Linked DNA regions of Arachis hypogaea: region 1 is linked to region 2. Evidence: chromatin contacts called from public Hi-C data. All regions are on one chromosome and are shown on one strand. The core of a region is the stretch at or near the end of the contact, and the rest is flanking DNA. Distances in the headings are between cores, read along the strand shown. Region 1 has its middle 11 kb from the start of LOC112695225. Region 2 holds the start of LOC112695208 (transcription factor MYB1R1).

Region 1 (3,231 bases), core at 526-3,025, 37 kb after region 2:
GTTAAATTTAAAAATATAAATAATAAAATAAACTGTTAGAATATTATTAGGATCAATTAGTATTATTTAGTACATCTAAATATTTATTATAGGAGATTACGTCTTTATTATTACGATTCTCTTAGTACCTATAAATATCCTTTCATATTGTATCATTCTAGATAATTTGAGTAGACAACTTGAACACACTCAATAATATACCATCCTTTCTCCAGTTTAGTCTCTTGTTTCTAATATGGTATCAGAGCCATGGCGGTGAAATCACCGTATCTTTTGTATTTTTTTTCTATGCCATTCTTCTTTTCCTTTTGTCACTCCTTTGATACTTTTTCACCTCACCGACTAGCCTATTTTTTCTGTCTTGTGTTTTTTTTCGAGTCGTATGATCAAACACAATTGTCATCCGCTGCTTACCTATTCTCATGAAGAAATCATATGGTTTTCGCTCTTTTCCGACATTTCCATATGCCTTCTCTCGTGGCAGTTCTGTCTGCATTCTCTCGTGGCAGTTCCCTCTGCGTTCTCTCGTGGCAGTTACATCTGCATTCTCTCGTGGTAGTCCCGTCAGCGTTTTCTCGTGACAGTTACGTCTGCCTTCTCTCGTGGCAGTTTCGTCTGTGTTTTCTTGTTTCTTGTGGCAGTTCCATCTGCGCTCCCTTCAGACAAGCGGCAGTTCTATCTGCGCTTCCTTTAGACTAGCGGTAGTTCCGTCTGCGCTTCCTTCAGACAAGCGGCAGTTCCGTCTGCGCTTCCTTCAGACTAGCGGTAGTTCCGTCTGCGCTTCCTTCAAATTAGCGGCAGTTCCGTCTGCACTTCCTTCCGGCAGTTTCGTCTACACCCGTTTTATCAATTTATGCAGTTTTTTTCTCTTTATTTTGTTGTTTTAAATAAGTTTCAAACTCAAGTTGTCACTTGTGTTTGAGGGGGGATGTTAGAATATTATTAGGATCAATTAGTATTATTTAGTACATCTAAATATTTATTATAGGAGATTACGTCCTTATTATTACGATTCTCTTAGTACCTATAAATATCCTTTTATATTGTATCATTCTAGATAACTTGAGTAGACAACTTGAACACACTCAATAATATATCATTCTTTCTCCAGTTTAGTCTCTTGTTTCTAATATAAACTCTGTAATAAGTTAATTATTTTTATTATTTTATGTAAAAAAAATATTTATTAAAATTTAAAAAATAATATTAAAATTAACAATATTAAAAATATAAAAATTTAATATATGATACGTTATCATCTAATTTATAAAAAGATCAATTTAATTTATATTTTATTGTTTAATGACTAACATAACTAATTTAATTTTTGAAGATCAATTTAAAAAATAAATAATTTTTCATAAACGAATTTAACTATATATTAATCTAAATTAAAATGTGTAGGAGACAAGATTACACTAGCAACCATTTCGCTAACTCCACTATTGAAACTTTAGAGGAACCTTAACACATGGGCTTCTTATCTTTTAATTTATTATTATCAAAACTGAGAGCACAATAAAAGGATTAGGGGCCACATGCATGCATAATAATATATGAAGCTTAAATCTTAAATCATTATCTATCAGATCAATGGTCAACCTTACACTATGTTATCACCAACTTGGCATTATTTAAACTACTTTATATTTTAACATCAAATGTGCACATCAACCAGACATTAAATTAATCCCACCTGATCAGCACCCTAATCTTTTTGTGGTTATATTAATTATCTTATTACTACTTGCAGTTACACTTAAAAAATAATAATGATATCAGTTGCCCCCTAGCTAGTTATTTTAATATATATTTCTTAGTTGCTATTGCCCATAGGTTTGCACACAATGTTGTATTTAATTAAAAAAATTAAATATTTAAATAAGTAGTGGTCCTTCACTTTTTTTTTTCAGATTTTATAATTTTTTTTTACTTTCTTTCCAATAAAATTTTAAAACTTTTTTAATTTTAGCTCATGTTTTGCCATGTCAAATTAAATACTGATGTGTGTTACGTCTTGTCTCGTCAATATTTCAAACTTTTTATATATTTGAGTATTTAATTTGTGACATTAATATTTAATGAAACAAATTAATAATAAGACTAAAATTAAGACCTTTTAAATTATTGCTGGAATAAAATAAAAAAGGAGTATTTTATAAGTATAAAAACTTATTTAGAGAAAATAACGATAAAAAGAGTTAAAAAAGGGAGTATATAGTTGTAATGATCACATAATGAAAAGGATTACATTAAATATAATATTTATGTGAAAAAAGAATAGAAGATGGTGTGTGCACCGGTGGGTTTGCAAACAATATTCGTTAATATTGGCCATAAAGGGGATCAAGGGTAGATTTTTTCCGACATAGGTACACATCTTCCTTTCTTTTCAAATTTTATAAAAAATTAAAATTGTATAAATATGAAAAAAGAAGAAGATATAATATGATATGATGATTGATTTAATGGTAGTTGCCTTTGTTGTTGGTGGGGTGCTACTGCGAGTGGAGGATAAGCCTCGGATAAGGCTTTGTGGGGTTCCACTAGTCTTCCATTATTCTCTTATTCACGTATTTTTCATCTCTCTTGTTAGTTCTTATTATTTGTAAGGTTTAATTATTTTATTAATCTATTAACTTTTATAATTAAATTTAATAAAATATTTTTTATAAAATAAAATATTTATAATTAAAAATTTAATTAAATATTTGAATACGTATTTTTTAAAAATAATATTTAACTAATTTTAATATTTTAATACAGAAAAGAATTATCTATAAAATTATAAAAAGGGATAGAATAATTAAATCTATTTTAGAAAAAAGAAAAGAATTGTGTTTGTATATAGTATGTAGGTCGATTATTAGTGTGCGATCTAAACGGAATCACTCAAAAATACCTTTTATAAACAATTGTTGTGCCACAAATATCTTTGATTTATAACACGCTTAATCATGTACTTTTATTTAGCGTGTGTGTGTAACTGTGTATACGCAGAAATGCTATCGGGTAATATTTTTAATGTAAAAAAATAGAAAATTAGTTGGTAAGTGTTGATTTAAATGTAAAGTATAAATAAAGGGAAATGTTGTAATTTAATAATTTTCATATATATGAAATAAATGATCATTTTACACTTATGGAAATTTATTCATAAATTAAAAAAATTAATTTTGTATTTATAAAAGATAAATAAATTATTATTTCTATATATAAAAATTTAAAATA
Region 2 (3,165 bases), core at 165-2,664:
GGATTCCCAGCTTCGACTGATGAAATCACACCTGGACCAACCCCCAACGGATACACGGGCACCATTGGAAATCCATTGGTGTTGCTATTCTCAGGGGCTGCAGGGCACAGAGGCTGTGAATGAGGCACAATGTCTCCGTTCTGGATCTGTTCTTCCTCCATTGGGATCGAAGAGACCTAAAACAAAAATTAATAAGATCATGAATAATATGTTTCTCCACACCCCATTAGTAAGTCAACTCTTTCAATCTCAGCCTGGGGAACCCACAAGAACCTAAACCACCCCTATTTCCCCTTTAGATTAGACATCTCCCTAGTTCCCTTCAATTAACAAAAGAATTCCATAATGAAATAAACAAGACCCCCGACCCCACCAAGAACAAAAAATAATAATGGTTTTAGCTAACATGTGCTCTTACTGAACAAAAACCACATGTTATTAATACAAACAAAGAAATACCTCAGAATTAAATGTCACTCAATACTGTATTGATGACTAACCAAAACATGAATCCAGAACAAAATAAAAGAGAGGAGATTATTTTACCGAATCGGTGGTGATGTCAAAGAGGCTGGATCTGCGCCGACGGCGGTTGAGATTGCTCCGGCGGAGGAAGTACTTCTGAGCATGGCTGGCGACCTGCGTGGGCGTCCGAGTCTTGACGTAGTTCCTAGAGATCCCTCTCCAATCACCTTTCCCTACCTTCTGCAATCCCACCAGGAATAGCTTGTGCTCTTCCTCCGTCCAGGGAACACCTGAAGTTTCCGATCGCAATTTCAGTTTCACTCTCATCACCAGAATAATCAATAACCATAGGTATCAATTTTACAATTCATTCAACAACACTAATTGATTATCAATTTATCATGTGAATCAACTTTTTACAGAGATCAGTGATCGATCGGAGAAATTTATATATGCGTGGTATTGAAATTTCGAACCTCGCTTGCGCTCGCGCTCGCGGTTCTTGCCGGAGTTGAGAGGAGCGGCGTCGTCGGCGGACGCGTAACCGGTGGCGGAGAAGGCAGCGTCTTTGTTGTTGTTGGAGTCATCTTGAGGATGCACGTACTGCGACAGATTGTTCATACTGACGCTTTTCCTCATGGAGTCCACCACCACCCTAACGCCGAACAGCATAATCTCGCCGGCGGCGGGGGAGTCACCGTCGCCGGAGATGGAGGAGTCTGCGGCGGCGGCGAAGGTGCTACACATCTTCTTCGATCGAGCTAATTGAGTTGGACTCGAGGCGGAATCGGAGCTTCCGTACTTGACGAGTCAGTGACTCGGTGGAGAGAGAGAGAGAGAGAGAGAAGAGAAGAGAATCTGGGAGATAGTGGTGCGTGCTGTGTTTAATATAAGAGAGGTTGAGAATGGAGATGAGGTGGCAACCATGTGGACTCAGAAATTTAGAAAATATTTTATAATAATTATCAGATCAAATAAAATTTTAGGATTATTCTCTATGAAAATTAATTATATATTATTAATTTTACAATCAAAATATATACCTATCATTCTTTTGTTATAATTAAAATTAAATCTTTTTTTTCTAAAACTAAAGATGAACACAGTAATAATCTATTTATTTTATATTACTAATTTTATAATTTAAATATGCCACATACCATTCTCAATTAAAATCAAATATTTCTCTCTAAACTTAAAAATAAAAACTGTAATAATCTATTATATATTACTAATTTTACCATCAAAATATGTCACATGTTATTTTTTATTACAATTAAAATCAAATATCTATTCTATCTATTCTATTATATAAAAATCAGATTTTTTCACTTAATGATAAAGTTGGCGTGACATGTTTTGAAGAGTGTTTCCTGATTTATTTCTTTTAACTCATTAAATACAATTCATTACGATAGACTAATTATATCAACTAATTGATTTGATTAAATATTTAAGTATCACACAATTTAATATTATGTATATTAATTAATTGAATATAATTATTAGAGTATAATTATGATCAATTAGCATTATTCAACATATCTGAATATTTATTATAAGACGTCTTTATTATTTCAATTCTTTTATCACATATAAATACCATTCTATATTGTATCATTTTACACAACTTGAATACTTACAAACCTTTTTCTTATTGCTCTATCTTCCCTGCCATGGTATCCTCCTTGAGTAGAATAAGTTGATTTTCTTTGAGTGAAATCAACGTAATTTTCATACTTTTTTTCTGCGCCATTTTTTTCTTTCTCTTTTTTCATTGCTTTGATGCTTTTTTAACATTACTAATTAACTCATCCACTACTTATTCTCTTGGAGAAACCATATGTTTTTCGTCACCTCCCGATAGTTTGTTATCTTTTTGCACTTTGTCACTTTTCAGCAGTCTTTCAGTAGTTCGCCATCTTTTCAGCAGTTGGCCACTCTTGCGGCAGTTCCGTTTGCGTTCTCTTACAACAGTTCCGTCTGCGTTCCCTTCTAGCAGTTTTGTCTGCGTTTTCTTTTGGCAGTTCCGTCTGCGTTTCTTTGTGGTAATTCTGTCTGTGCTTTCTTCCGGTAGTTTCGTCTGTATTTCATTCTGACAATTTTGTCTGCGCTTTTTTCAAGCAGTTCCATCTGCATCCGTTTTTATCAATATATGCATTCTTTTTTATTTAGTTGTTTCAAATAAGTTTGAGGGGGATATCAGAGTATAATTAGGATTAATTAGCATTATTTAACATATCTGAATATTTATTATAGGATATTACGTCTTTATTATTTCGATTCTCTTAACACCTATAAATACCCTTCTATATTATATCATTCTACACAACTTGAATACACACAAATCTTTTCTCTACTGCTCTCTCTTACCCTTTCTAATAATAATAAATACAATTTAATTTAGTTAAAAGTTCATTGTTTTATAGTCTTCTATATATTTATCATTTTAGATATTTTAACTCTTTTTTTCTTTTTACGTGTAATTTTCTTTTGCATTAACTTTATTTATTTAATGATGAAATATACTCATGTTAATTCTATCATATAATAGTTTGTTTTTCTCTTATATATTTTAATTTATATAGTTACTATTGATCTTACTGTTTTCATTTTTTATTGTTCTTTTTTTCTATGACTTGATAAGTTAAATAAAAAAACTAAAGAAAGGAAAAAAATGATGGCCAAAGACAAAGGCTA

What was found. Hi-C and Micro-C count contacts between places; a contact is called where the count stands out from the background.
Region 1: a Hi-C map of an unstated tissue shows a contact between it and region 2, with 2.7 times the contacts expected there. The contact joins the enhancer-like site here to the promoter of LOC112695208 in region 2. A contact is called at or near these places in 2 of 8 Hi-C or Micro-C datasets (leaf and an unstated tissue).

Annotation. Positions count from the first base shown.
Region 1 is chr1:77,954,071-77,957,301 of arahy.Tifrunner.gnm2.J5K5, forward strand. No RefSeq gene overlaps it. Among protein-coding and RNA genes, the nearest start is that of LOC112695225, 11 kb to the right of the region's middle. Within about 2 kb of position 1,776, at least 2 of the 3 cell types and tissues checked have open chromatin away from gene starts, as enhancers often do.
Region 2 is chr1:77,917,696-77,920,860 of arahy.Tifrunner.gnm2.J5K5, forward strand. It overlaps LOC112695208 (transcription factor MYB1R1), which reads right to left and starts at 1,415. Exons shown (of 3, transcript XM_025747465.2): 1 at 942-1,415; 2 at 547-755; 3 at 1-176. The coding sequence starts at 1,212.